Regions from separate parts of the Zea mays genome. Here all the other regions are linked to region 2. The links are chromatin contacts, called in public Hi-C maps. All regions are on one chromosome and are shown on one strand. Each heading gives the region's core, a stretch centred on a gene start, on an enhancer-like site or on the middle of the called end of the contact. The rest is flanking DNA. Distances are from core to core; before and after follow the strand shown. Region 1 holds the start of LOC100283346 (cell Division Protein AAA ATPase family). Region 2 holds the start of LOC100216667. Region 3 holds the start of LOC103626381 (AAA-ATPase At3g28580).

Evidence for each region. Hi-C and Micro-C count contacts between places; a contact is called where the count stands out from the background.
Region 1: a contact with region 2 is called in a Hi-C map of tassel, with 2.9 times the contacts expected there. The contact joins the promoter of LOC100283346 here to the promoter of LOC100216667 in region 2. A contact is called at or near these places in 7 of 25 Hi-C or Micro-C datasets (bundle sheath, ear, leaf and 1 more).
Region 3: a contact with region 2 is called in a Hi-C map of tassel, with 5 times the contacts expected there. The contact joins the promoter of LOC103626381 here to the promoter of LOC100216667 in region 2. A contact is called at or near these places in 5 of 25 Hi-C or Micro-C datasets (ear, endosperm, leaf and 1 more).

The regions. Positions count from the first base shown.
Region 1 is chr5:56,375,712-56,380,566 of Zm-B73-REFERENCE-NAM-5.0, forward strand. It overlaps LOC100283346 (cell Division Protein AAA ATPase family), which reads right to left and starts at 2,047. Exons shown (of 1, transcript NM_001156247.2): 1 at 151-2,047. The coding sequence starts at 1,945. The coding sequence ends at 425.
Region 2 is chr5:56,503,066-56,507,933 of Zm-B73-REFERENCE-NAM-5.0, forward strand. It overlaps LOC100216667, which reads right to left and starts at 3,026. Exons shown (of 9, transcript NM_001143076.2): 1 at 2,925-3,026; 2 at 2,590-2,840; 3 at 2,350-2,459; 4 at 2,184-2,234; 5 at 1,834-1,977; 6 at 1,615-1,704. The coding sequence starts at 2,785.
Region 3 is chr5:56,311,308-56,315,995 of Zm-B73-REFERENCE-NAM-5.0, forward strand. It overlaps LOC103626381 (AAA-ATPase At3g28580), which reads left to right and starts at 2,904. Exons shown (of 1, transcript XM_008646782.4): 1 at 2,904-4,688. The coding sequence starts at 3,188.

The DNA.
Region 1 (4,855 bases), core at 797-3,296, 130 kb before region 2:
CTATAAAGTCAAAACTTTGTGGAAATCAATTTTGGTATTCTTGGCCATGCCAGATAAGAATCTAACTAAAACACAGCCTTTAGTCACGATCCAGCCGGCCTTGCCTTTCGGCACTTTACACCTATGCGCTGAAAATGAAACCACTGGTGCATGCAATGGGCGAGCTCTGTCATATAACAGTATTGTTGTGCCTGGGTAATCAGCGTCCATTATTGGCTTATTGGCTGCCTAGCCTACGGGATCCGTACGTACTAGCACGACACAAAAACACGAACCCAAACTAAATGAGAAGGGAAACACCTGACACACGACACTTCGCATTGCACCGTCACGACTCAATAAATAAACCACCTAGCATCAAAGTAATGGAAGCTGACTAGGCAGCTATGCATGGTGGCGCGCTACGTAGGATCCCTGGCTGGTTTTATTCCGGCGGTGCTACGGCCGTGGCAAGGGCAGCAGCATCCCGCCTCCGCCGCAGCTCGCCCACGAGCTTCCTCAGCGCGGCGGCGGCGCCCGCGCCGTCGCAGCCCATGAACACCTCGGCGATGTCGGCGGGTGTGATTTGCACCTCGGCGGCGGCGAGCAGGCCCTCGGCCTCCGCCATGAGGGCGTTGACCGTGTCGGGGTCCGCGTCGGCGTCGTCGCAGCCCTCGTCGCCGACGCCGAGGTAGTTCTTGGCGAGCACACGCAGCGCGGGCGGCGTGCAGTAGCCGAGCTCGATCTTGCGGTCCATGCGGCCCGGGCGGAGCAGCGCCGGGTCGAGCCGCTCCGGGTGGTTGGTCGTGAACACCATCAGGCGCTCGCCGACGCAGGACGACCAGAGCCCGTCGACGAAGTTGAGCACCCCGGAGAGGCTGACGGACTCGCGCCCCATCACGGCCGCCGCGACCGGCGACACCGACATGACGGCGAGCTGTGCTGCGGCGTCTTCGTCGCCGGCGGTGCCGATGCCGACGCCGACGCCAGCACCCTTCTTTGTCTTCTTGTTGCGGTCGGAGAGGTCGAGGGAGCAGTCGATGTCCTCGACGACGACGACGGACTTGGGCGTGGTGGAGACGAGCAGGCGGCGGAGGTGGGAGTTGGTGGGCACCGTGGTGAGCTCCAGGTCGTAGACGTCGAAGTCGAGCAGGTTGGCGATGGCAGCGACGAGGCTGGTCTTGCCCGTGCCGGGCGGGCCGTGGAGCAGGTACCCCCGCTTCCAGGCGCGGCCGACGCGCGCGTAGTGGTCCCGGCGCGCGGCGAAGCGCAGCAGGTCGGCGCGGACCTCGTCGCGCAGCGCCGGGTCGAGCGCCAGCGTGTCGAACGTGGACGGGTGCGCGAAGGCGTGCGACGTCCAGAGGCGGTGGTGGTCGTCGCAGGGCCCCGTGGCGCGGTTGGTGTAGAGGCGGCGCTCCCGCGACTTGAGCCGCATCCGGGTGGCCTCGTCGATGAGGTGCGGGATGTAGTGGTGGTGGACGAGGTCCCGGTGCTGGCGCGGGAACTGGAGCTCGAGGCCGCGCTGGTCGCCGCCGCGGCCGAATATGTTGTACGGGTTACCGCCGCCGCCGCTGCCGCTGCGGTCGACGGTGCGCGTGGTGGAGGTCCACTTGACGCGGACCCCGCGGAAGGTGTCGTCGGTGGTGTGCGAGTCCGGGAGCGACGCCACGGGGCGCGGCGACTGGCGCGGCTTGTGCAGGCGCACGGCGGGCGCGGTGGCGAGGCAGCGCGCGCTGAGGTAGAGCTGCGCCGACTCGTAGAGGTCGTTGGCGCTCCCCGTGGGCCCGTCCGCCTCGTCGATGAGGATGGTGTCGCTGGGCGGGCGGAACGCGGCGGCGACCCACGCGAGGAAGCGGCGCAGGAGCATCTCGGCCTCCGGCGGCAGGAAGTTACGCAGCGCGGTGCGGAACACCACGACGGTCGCCAGCAGGGAGCCCAGCGAGCGCCAGTCCAGGACCATCTCCATGGCTACCTACTAGAGGTTGCTATAGCAAGCTGAGAACGAACAGAGAGACGTGTCTGTGTGCACTTGGCTGCCAGCGCGTGCTCTGCTTTGTCGGTCCGGGGTGGAAGTAGAGAGTGTGTGTTAGGGTGCTTGCTTTTATGCCCGGACTCGGGGTGGAGTGGGTTGGCCCGTCAGCGTGCGAGACGTGTCGGCGAGGGATGGACGTGCGGTGGCGTAGCGGCGGCAGAGGGTTGGCCTGGGTGGCAAACGACTTGCCCTGCCGAGGTGTGGCGGTGAGGTGATATGATATGGATGATGGCGGCGAGCTGGATGGAGAAAGACGGAGGTGGACGTACGGGGACGGGGAGAGCCCGCCTGAACGCAACGGGCCAAAGCGGAAAAAGGTACGTAGCGGTCCATTTCTGACGCGGCACAACGCGGACAAACAAACAGCAGAGGAATCATTTGACAGCCACCTGACCTTTGTATGGTGGTAGCAACGCTCCTGCGCTCTAGCTCTAGCACCTACGCTTGTCGACCATAAACGTGCGCTGCAGACATGCTATGTTTGTCACTTGCGAAAGGCTGCGCGCTTGCTTTGTGTGGCTCCGTGCCTCCGTCGCCGTCGCCGATCACCCGCCGCGCCGCAATGTGGAGAGAACCGGACGGGGAGCTAGAGCCGTCGCCCGGGAGCAGTCTGTGCGTAGCTTCGCACTCGTCAGAGGGCTGCTAGCTAGCTGTGCTCGGTGGACTGGACCGCACTATACTAGCTCCTTATTTTAGCTATTAGACTTACTACTTTCTCCGTTTTTCTTCATTTGACGCTTTTTAGTTAGACAATGAACTACCCCACATCAACTGTTTAAAAATAAAGGTAATACCATATTTGTAGTACTGATTGTTATCTACTAATTAAAGTAAAAAATATTACTCTCTACTACTTATTAAGGCGGTAAGGGGTAGGCTGTCATTCCATGTTTTGTCATTCTCATTCTCCCCTCCTATTCCCATTCCGTGTTCTGCCAGTGTTCTACCATTCCCATTACCCCCTCCCGCACTGTCTTTCTCATTCTTCCCCCTCCCGCAAATCTCATTCTCATTCCCACGTGCATCACACGCCTAGCTAAAATTGAATTACCCCCTCCCGCAGTGTCTTTCTCATTCTCCCCCCTCCCGCAAATCTCATTCTCATTCCCACGTGCATCACACGCCTAGCTAAAATTAAATTAAAAAAACACAAATGTGGGCCCATTTGGATTTGAACTTGCGACCTCTCAAGCAAATGTGCTCGTAGCTACCACTACACCACATGTGTGTTTATGTCCATATTTGTTACAGTAAAAATATCTACTACATCTCTCCCAAAGCCTACCTGCCACTTTTGCACAATGTGTAGTAGCAAATAATTATCAACGAGATTCCTGAATTATATTTTTTGATAGAGTGAGTAGTATTTAAAAAAGAGCCTTGCATGCAATTTCTTTTGTTTGAATAATGTTTTTGTCGGCGTTTCGAGACCGGGGGGGTCCCTAAGCCGACGAGTGAAATGTCGCCGCGTGCCCCAGCCCAGATGGGTCGCGCGCGAGGCCGAGCGCGAAGGGGGGAAGTGAGGTGGCCGGAGATGGGCGTGAGAGAGGTGGAAATCCCGCGGCCTTCGTGTTCGTCCCGCGCCCAGGTCGGGTGCGCTTGCAGTAGGGGGTTACAAGCGTCCACACGGGAGAGGGAGCGAGCGGCCTCACGCGAGCGCCTGTCTCGTCCTCGTCCCCGTGCGGCCAACCCTCTCTAAGAGGCCCTGGTCCTTCCTTTTATAGGCGTAAGGAGAGGATCCAGGTGTACAATGGGGGGTGTAGCAGAGTGCTACGTGTCTAGCGGAGGAGAGCTAGTGCCCTAAGTACATGCCGTTGTGGCAGCCGGAGAGATTTTGGCACCCAGTTGGTGTGATGTCGTGGCCGTCGGAGGAGCGCTGGAGCCTGGCGGAGGGACAGCTGTCGGAGCTGTTGAGTCCTTGCTGACGTCCTCTTGCTTCCGTAAGGGGGCTGGGAGCCGCCGTCGTCACAGAGTATGCGGGGCGCCATCATTGCCTATCTGGCGGAGCGAGCCAGATGGGACGCCAGTCTTATTCCCCGTGGCCCGAGTCAGCTTGGGGTAGGGTGATGATGGCGCCTCCTGTTGACGTGGCTGGTCTGCGCCCTAGGTTGGGCGATGTGGAAGCTCCTCCGAAGCCGAGGTCGAGTCTGTCTTCCGTGGCCGAGGTCGAGTCCGAGCCCCTGGGTCGGGCGAGGCGGAGACCGTCGGCTGAGGCCAGGGCGGAGTCCGAGCCCTGGGGTCGGGCGAAGCGGAGTTCGTCGTCTTCTGGGGCTGAGCCCAAGTCCGAGCCCTGGGTCAGGCAGAGCGGAGTTCGTCGTCTTCTGGGACTGAGCCCAAGTCCGAGCCCTGGGTCGGGCGGAGCGGAGTTCACCGTCTTCCGGGACTTAGCCCGAGTCCGAGCCCCTGGTCGGGCGGAGCGGAGTTCGCCATCTTCCGGGACTTAGCCCGAGTCCGAGCCCTGGGTCGGGCGGAGCGGAGTTCACCGTCTTCCGGGACTTAGCCCGAGTCCGAGCCCCTGGTCGGGCGGAGCGGAGTTCGCCGTCTTCCGGGACTTAGCCCGAGTCCGAGCCCTGGGTCGGGCGGAGCGGAGTTCGCCGTCTTCCGGGACTTAGCCCGAGTCCGAGCCCTGGGTCGGGCGGAGCGGTGTTCGCCGTCTTCCGGGGCTTAGCCCGAGTCCGAGCCCTGGGTCGGGCGAAGCGGAGCTTCCTATGGTGCCTACGGTCGGGCCTAACTGCCTGTCAGCCTCACTCTGTCAAGTGGCACCGCAGTCGGAGCGGCGCAGGCGGCGCTGTCTTTCTGTCAGGCCGGTCAGCGGAGCGGCGAAGTGACGGCGGTCACTTCGGC
Region 2 (4,868 bases), core at 1,776-4,275:
ATAGAATCACTAAATGACCAAAGAATAAGAAAAACACAGAAAACTAGTGAGTGGAGGTTCTCAGTCTTGAGTTATGAATGGATTAGGTGTCTTTCATGCAATAAATGTCTCAGGTTAACGAGAAAGACATCATTGCAACCTCCAACATTAAGAATGAACAGCAAGCACATCAAGTCAACAAGACAAACAACATTACAGAGTGATGTGTAAATATTAGAATTCATTTCAACTCTTTTTAGTTTAGAAAAGAAATTAAAAGAACTAAATAGAATCACCAAATGACCGAAGAATAAGAAAAGCACAGAAAACTAGTGAGTGGAGGTTCTCAGTCTTGAATTATGAATGGATTAGGTGTCTTTCATGCAATAAATGTCTCAGGTTAACGAGAAAGACATCATTGTAACCTCCATTGTAACAAGGATGGACAGGAAGCACATCCCAAGTTAACAAGCATTACCACAGTAGTTCTGTGGAACTATTAGGATTCAGTGCAACTCTATTTAATTTAGAACAGAAATAAACAGAGCCACCAAAGAACGAGAGAAGGAAAACATAGAAAACTACCCAACCTTGAGTTCCGTGGAACTATTAGGATTCACTGCAACCCTATATTTAATTTAGAACAGAAATAAACAGAGCCACCAAACAACCAAAGAATAAGAGAAGGAAAACATAGAAAACTTTTCAGAGTGGAGGTTCTCTGCCTTGAGTTATGAATGGACTTGTGTCTTTCGTGGAACAAACATGCTTACATGCATCAGGTTAAAGAGAAAGGCATCATTGCCTCCCAACATTGTAAAATAGGCATGCACATGGTGGGATGCTAGGCTAAAAAACGAATGAAAATAGTCACAAACAAACGCAAGAACCTGCAACTTGTTACATCTTTAGAATCAACGCTGCTCAGTTAGTCTTTGAATGGATAGATTCGATCCTCATACTATGTCTCAGGTTAACGAGAAGTCCATCATGGCAGCCACACAAGGTAGTAAGAAAAGTATAAACTGTAGTTTGAACACTTGTTTACATTCAACATTTTGTTCAATGTGAGCAGCAGTAATATTTTGGATTGGAACTATTGTTAAATCAAACATTGAGCAATACAGACAAGGCAAACAAAACAAAACAGTGAACATGTTTGGAAACAGCAGCGGAAGCGGAAAATGTCCTAGAGAAAAATGTAACAGAAGCAGTAGATTGCAGAACTGGGAGGGCTCAGCAGCTTATTATTGAGAGGAATATTCAGATAAGGTCATCATCAAACTAGTAATGTATGCCTAACAAGGTGGAGTCAAAGGTAGTACAACTAATACTTAGTATGTGTACAAGGGAGAACAGCTCTTGAAAAGTTCTCAGATTAGAACCAATCATCACAGGATCCCCCAGTTCGTAATGGCTGCATTGACATCCTTCTTCCAAGCTGATAAGGAATAAGATAAACAAAAAAACACCCCCCCCCCCCCGACACACACACACTGCAGCATTTTCAACCAAACTACTCAGTTTACTTACTTTTCAAGCACACATGGTGAACAAGACGCTATGACAACAAAGATAAGGCGCGAGGGCAAACTAAAAAAACTGTGCATATGAAACAATGCATGTATGGTCCACCTGGGTTGAGAAGTTGTCCAGTATTAAATGGGGGTAAGCTTCTGACATTTTGCCCATCGTCTTCCTGTCCTTGATATCATGACGTGTCACCTGCACACAACAACAAAGCCTCAGGATACAACCAAGTGTGGGCACTCTGCACTCATTCTGTAATCTGTACACTTATGGCCAGCACCAGCTCAGAATATATATACTTCAAAAACCGATAAGCACACTTACCACATTGAGCAACCCAAAGTATGCAGTTGGACCATGTGGTAGATGGGAGACAATCAAACCATCAGGTTGACCACGGTGTTCATGGACCAGAATAAGATCTGTTATATCATGTGAGCGGCAGGCCTCCACAATTTCTGATATGACCTGCGAAAAATACAGATGGGAGAGTGAACAACAACAATAACAAAGAGAAACAAAATACTAGAGTGCAGGATACACTAAAGCACACGAATTGTGCGTGGCAATATGTTCGCTACCTAAACATCATAGACCTAAGTTTTAATTTATTGCAAAGGATTCACAACAAGAACTGTTGATATATGTGGCATAAACAAAAGAGCATCTTATACCTGTCCACCACGGTTCATTCTTTGTGAGTTTGGGAAGACAACCTTGAGCTCCTAGGCACAGCAAAAGAACCAGAAAGGTCGGTTTAGCTGAAAGCCTGAATGCAATGCATCATTTGGACCCACGGAAAGCGTCTAGAAATTTCCATCCAGAAAAACAAAAGCATACCTTAACAAACTGAGTTAGGGGCGCGCTAGGATTGCGAGAAGTGGTCAATAGTATCTTGGGCTCCCGAATGGTGGCAGTAGCGTACTCGTTGTCAACGATGCTCTTGGGAACTGCAGCACACCCATTCACCGATCCACACAACAACAGAGTAAGCGAACACATCATTAACCAGACACAAACGACGATGCAAACCTCTCACGCCCTACAACAAATGGAGGAGGGGATACGGCAACAGCGCACCTTGACGCTCCTGGTCCTCGAGGTCGATCTGCCTCCGCAGGTCGTGCTCCTCGTTGCGGAGCTCGGTGGGGATGGGCTTGCCCTCCTCGAGCGCCGCCCGGATCCGGCGCTTCTTCTCGAACAGCGCCCGCTGGGGGCCCTCGAGGCTCTTGGAGTACAGGTACTCCCGACGCTGACGTATGTTCCGCCGTAGCATCTTCGCTTACCTTCTTCTCCTCCTCCACCAGGGGTGAATCTAGTAGATGGATAATCTTTGGGAGCAGGCATCAAATAGTCAAATAGCTTGAAAACTCGCTCTGGCACAGCAGGACAGGGAAAATAAGGGGGGGGGATACCTGGTGAGCGCTCTTCGCCGGCGAAGGCTTCGACACCTGACGTAGGACAGCGGCGGCGGCGGCGCACCCAGTCGTCGCAGAGAGGGCAAGCGCAAGGCGGCTGGCACTGGGAGTGGGAGAAGACTGGTGGCCGTAGTTATACGTTCGCTTGGTTGTAGTTGGGCTTTTAATGGGCCTTCTCCGATGCCCATACGCGCCAGCATACCTGCATATGCTAGTGATGATCTGGCTTGTTTGGCTATTTTTTATCACGTTTAAGGCTGCTGACAGTGCACTATCCCTCTCTCACCGCTCTAGATGTCTAGACGGGCCGGACTTATCGGGCGGTCCCAAACCTAGCACGAGTTTGATCCGACACGAATCTGACGGAAGAAAATTCTTTTACAACCTCTCACATCCACCACTCGAAGGCCCACAAACACAGATTAAAATTTACAAAAAAACTCTTTAGTAATTTGTTTTTCTTCTATTTATATGGAACAACATCTGGTATATGTGAGGGGCTGTAAAAGAGATTCTTTTACATCCGGTATGTAAAGAACTTTTTTCCGAACCTGGCACGGTACGTAGTGAACCGGGCCTGTGCCAGTTCGACCCGATCACCGGGCCGTGCCAGGTTCGTGTCGGGCCAAACCCGTGCCGGATTTCGGACACGGCCCGTTTTTATTTTTTTTTCTATTTTTTGTATAAATACATATATTATACTTGAATATAGAGTATAAAACAAAAGAAACATTTGTTTTTGTTGGTTGTGGGTGTAAATAAATGTTTAGAGCTAATAAATATGGTTTAACCCTCAAATATGCATACTTTTAGGATATTTTTATCATTTAAATGTCATATGTTGTTATTGGCCTGATAGGCCCATCGGGTCATGGGCGGGTCCGGCACGATTATTGATCTAGCGGGTCGTGCCTGGGCCTCGCTTGGGGCCCGTGGGTCGGCACGACACGGCTCGCTAACTAATCCGGGTCGGGCAGGCACGATCCCAATCCGTGTTGGGCCTAACCGTGCTCGGGCCGGCACGTCCCACCCATTTGAACATCTATACTCACCACTACCACGTTAGTTCTTTGCTTCACTCTTATCCGTGACCCATAGTCACATCAGCTTTTCTATTTCAGAATTAAGTAATTCACGTAGATTCGTTTTGATGCTTACAAATCACACAACGTACTAATTTTTTATTGAATTAAAAATTACGGAGTGCATAGTAATTAAAATAAAAGTGCATGACAAATAAAAAATTATATACATCTAATCGGAGTCCTCAATCCCATCCTCATCTTCCTCCAACATACTACAAGGATTGGGGATAAAATTTGTGACTTACTGCAAAAACAAAATTCATGTTTTTTGGACTCCAAACAGTTGAAAACGGCTTGCACACGTGATGATGACGTGACCATCTAGACCAATCAGAACCCACCACCTCACTCTCGCAAGTGTCTCACCTCTGCCAACACATCACTCGCCTCTCACCTGTCCTTGCTCGAGGGCACGCTCCAACACGGACGAGAGTGAGGCGATATCACCCACTCTCGTCGGGCGGTCGCAGCGTCGCCCACCGGCTCGCTCTCGCCCCGACCCCGGTGATAGGAGCGCTCTCTCGCCCACACTCTCAATCGTGTTGCCACCATCCTAAGGTCTGACCGAGTTAGATATGTGTTTGGTTTGTAGCCGCAGTTGTGACAAGATTTTCCTCAAGCTGCGTAGGTCTCACTTGTTAATGATATGTAAAAGTGTGGCAAGATTCACTTAGACGTTGCAAACTTTGACAACCCCTTAAAAATACATGTCGGTTAATAATACTACTAGAAAAGCCACGCCCTGTGGGGCACTCTACCATGCGTACATAGAAAATAATAGAAGTACAATTGTTCATGAACATAGAGCAACATTACGTACATTAGTCATAAAAATGGTATATAACACAAATGGTAA
Region 3 (4,688 bases), core at 1,654-4,153, 190 kb before region 2:
TCCATCAGGAAGTCCTCGGGAGACAAGTCGTGGTGTTGGACGATCTGAATCATCGTGTCGAGCAAGGAAACAGGCGAAAAACCCAAATCCTACACTCCTACCTGGCGCGCCAAATGTCGGAGAGAAAATCCTCCGGCCGGGTGGCAGAATGCACTCGCCCTAATCCTAAGATGAGGAAGGGGCCTAAGCGTTTGCCTGTTTGGTGGATTGTCGATGAACACAAGAAAACTCGAGGGTTTATAGTGGTTCAGGCCGCAGAAGCGTAATACCCTACCTCCACTGTATGTAAGTTGTATTGAGTGTGTGTGTGAGTGTCCCCCTTGTAACGTTGTGTTCTCTCCCTTTTATAGTTTAAGGGAGGTACGTACAAGGATGCTGAGCCCTGACATACAGGCCCAAGAGCATAATGGAAGGAATATATTATGTGAATAATAAATGCTGACAGCACACAGAGATCTTTGTCAGACGCTGTGTTGCCCGCCTTAGTAACGCATGAGTAATCAGCGGGAGCTATGATGACTGCAGTCCATGCAACATTGATAGGCAGTAACCCTTTTCTTGGAAACGCATGAGTAATGGTGAGTCATTATCCTTGATATGGTAATGTGCGAGTAACTGCACGGCCCATGCAGCATGGACTGGGCACACCACCTGTCACTGGAATGGACAGACGCACGTCTTATCTGTAATATATGCAAAGACGTGCATAACCCAAAGGCTTCATGCCAGGCTCCGCCCGTTGGCTTACGCCGCGCGCAATACGCCATGTGGCAGCATCGGATCTCTGCCTGGGCAGGGAACAGGAGTGTATGTGATTAGGTCCGGATCCCACCAGACCAGGTCCCGACACGTGTCGGCACCGGACCCCCGCCTGGGGGCCCGGGTATGTTCTGTCCTGGGACCCTGGGACCCCACTGTGGGCGGCTCGGACCCTATACAGGGAGGTTCGGATCCATTCCAGGGGTCCGGTTCGCACACGTGGAGGTCCTGGACCAAACTTGGAGGCCCGGACCGTATATACAGGGGTCCGACACTTTTCCATGGGGTCCGGACTCACTGGTGATGCCTCAGAATATGCCGCTTTCTCTGGACACGTGGCGGTACCGGACCCGCCCATGTAGTGGGGTCAGGTGCTGTTGTTGGCCTAGAGTAGTCGCCCGAGTATGGGGCGAGTCATGGCCTGGTCCCACATACAGCTCTTTTACCACGCGACTAAAAATAGCCGCGTGGGTACTGCGTTTATACAGCAGTAAGGGGTACCCTAGTTTTAGGGTACGACAATGGTGAATAAGAATAGATATTAGTAAAAGGGATATGACATGGTAAAACGAACCATCAAGTAGCTCTCACAAAGGTTCAAACAGAGGGAAAAATTATAGCGCAATTTCATAGCCTTTAAAAATGACTGCACAATAAAGTAAAAAAATAAAAGATAAAGCGGAAGATTGGTGCCATCTTTTTATATGTATAAAACTGGCAATTATGTAAGTTTCTCATCCAAACAACTTATTTACTTAAAAATAAAAATGTACACTTATTGCAAGTCAAATAACATAAATATGTATATTTATTGCAAGTCAAATAACTGAAATGGCTCGTCGGGCTTGTTCACCACCCACTAGCCTAATTGCCAGAACAGAATGCCTGTAGATTGGAGATCACATAAAAGAAATATGTCTTTTTAAGCCTGGAAGCTCCTGCAATGAATATCATGAGCAACAACCGTGTTTACAACAAGCAACACCTAAGAGAACATCAACGCGCTAATGCCAAGGGTCAAATGGTGCTAGTTGAAAACTCCCAAGGAGTCTGATAAATACACAGGGAAGGTGATAATCCATATCGGTACTATTTTTATAGTCATATACACTACTATGAAATGTAACGACCATTGGTGAAATAAACTTACTTTGATTATGTTGTCCCATATCTGTGGATCAGGTTGAATCATACACCTCTCATCCCAAGAAACTCCGCATTGTTTCCTTGCATCTTCCAACATCTTGTAATCTCTCTTTGACTCTTTTTTCCTTTTCTTGGATTTGAACTTTTGAGAAACCCGCATATCTTTCTCTCTCTTGAAATTCCTAGGCAATCTTGTTCCATGCATTAGGTGTCCAACCATTGTTACCCTCATATTCAGGTGTATTGTGTTCATGTAACAAGTCAACAAGGGTCTTCTCTAACATAGAATTTCAATTTGCTCTTGTTTTCCATGCAAATCTGCACAATGAAGTACATATGTAAATGTTTTCAGATTTTTTTCATAATCTCTGGTAGTTTAAACGCACGAAAAGCTTGATTGTACAACAATTTTACCAATATTTGCACACCATTTTTATTTGGTGTCATAAGCATGACTATTGTGATCTATATTTTAGGCATGTTAACCAAGAATTGCACATAGAAATATATATATATTTGATGGAAATGCATATAGAAGTTTTTTTGTGTTCGGGTAGAGGTAATACTTAAAACGCACTTTGTTTTGTTGAACCGTCATTTCAATTAACAATCACGATTGTTTAGTTCACATGAAGCATATTATATCCAACCATACTATATCTTTCTTTCTTTTTTTTTTGACGGGATAGTATACTGTAATGCTAAAAATATTCGTGGCCCACTTGCTAGTACTTGTATAATAGAGTAGGCGCACCAGTTGCTTGGCCATCACGGTTCAAGGCTTGAACCTGTAGCTGCTCGTGTTTTTTGGCGCGTGCTAGCTTGATGCTTGATTCCTTTTGCAATTGGGACCCTTCCCTTTCGATAGGTACAAATGACTGGTCTTATCCATGCTCCACGCACTAACAACTACTACCAATCACGTTCCGATATATTTTTTAAGCGCGGGGGATGGGATCGTATTTTGCTCGGTTCATCCGAACAGCGGGCAAATGTTCGCCAAAGTCAAACTCATCACTCGGCGGTCGGCGCATCGGTTTTTGATCGGGAAACTCGAGCACAGTTCAGTTTTATTACTGGTACCAATTCATAACGCCGAGCCATTGGCAAGTCGGTTCCGAGAAGCTATATATTCTCACGAAATGACACGGACGGTTCAAATCATATCATAGTTCATAAGCGACTGCAAGGGGACAAATCGCATTCACAAAACATACACCATTAATTATTGGTACATTCACACGTCACTGCCAGAGGAAAGGACCTTCGCGAGCGGCGGCACATGAGGACGGTGGCTCTGAGCTGGAGCTCCCTGGGCTCGCTCGTGGCCACGGCCGTGGTGGTGCGCACGGCGGTGCGCGACGTGCTCCCGCCGGAGGCGCACGGCGCGCTGCGGGCGCTCCTGGCGTGCGCCGCGGCCGCCTTCGCCCAGCCGTCCGACACCATCGTGGTCCACGAGACGGACGCCAACGGCGTGCCCAACGAGCTCTACGACGCGGCGCAGCTCTACCTCGGCGCGCGCTGCCTCGCGTCGGCCCCCGCGCTGCACCTCCACAAGGCGCACGGCGCGGGCGACGTGGTGGCGTCGCTGCCGGACGACCACACGGCGCGGGACACGTTCCGCGGGGTCCGCGTCCTGTGGGCGTCGCGGCGCGCGGAGTCGAGCGGCGCCTACTCCCCGTCCGGGTTCGGCGGCGGCGGGGGCGGGAGAGGAGGCTGGTCGCGTGGGTTCAGCTACCCGGTCGGCGGCGGGCACCAGCAGCAGCGGTGCCTCGTCCTCCAGTTCCCGCGCCGCCACCGCGACGTCGTGCGCGACGCATACATCCCCCACGTCCTCGACATGGCCGCCAGGCTGCGGCTCAAGACGCGGGAGCGGAAGCTCTACACCAACAACTACGGCGGCTGCGGCGGGCCGGACGCGCACGAGATGCTGTGGTCGTCGCACCCGTTCGCGCACCCGTCCACGTTCGACACGCTCGCCGTCGACCCGGCGCTCCGCGACGGCATCCGCTCCGACCTGCTCCGCTTCGTGCGCCGGCGGGACCACTACGCGCGCGCCGGCCGCGCCTGGAAGCGCGGCTACCTGCTGCACGGCCCGCCGGGGACCGGCAAGACCAGCCTCATCGCGGCCATCGCCAACTTCCTCGAGTTCGACATCTACGACCTGGAGCTCACCGCGGTGCAGTCCAACACCGACCTCCGGAGGCTACTCGCCTGCACGCGCCCCATGTCGCTGATCGTCGTCGAGGACATCGACTGCTCCCTCGGCCTCCTCGACCGGACGAAGGCCGCCGACGACGCCGAGCGGGACATTGCGCCGCCGCGCCATCTCAGCTTGTCGCGATTCCCACCGATGGGAGGGCCAGGGATGTACGGGGATAAGATCAGCCTGTCCGGCGTGCTCAACTTCGTGGACGGGCTCTGGTCGTCCTGCGTCGGGGAGCGCCTCATCGTGTTCACCACCAACCACGTCGACCGCCTCGACCCGGCGCTGCTGCGGCCCGGCCGGATGGACCGCAAGATCGAGCTCGGCTACTGCAAGGGCCCCGCGCTGCGCGTGCTCGCCAAGAACTACCTCGGAGACTGCGGCACTCCCGGCGGCGGCGATCACGAACCGGCTAATGGTGACCAGAGGTACGAGGAGCTGGTCGGGGAGGCGGAGGTGTTGCTGGAGGAGGTGCACTTGACGCCGGCCGATGTCGCGGAGGTGTTCATGGGGTGCGACGGCGACGGTGCCCTCGCCGCGCTACAGAAGCTCGTCGACGATCTCAGAAGCAAGAAAG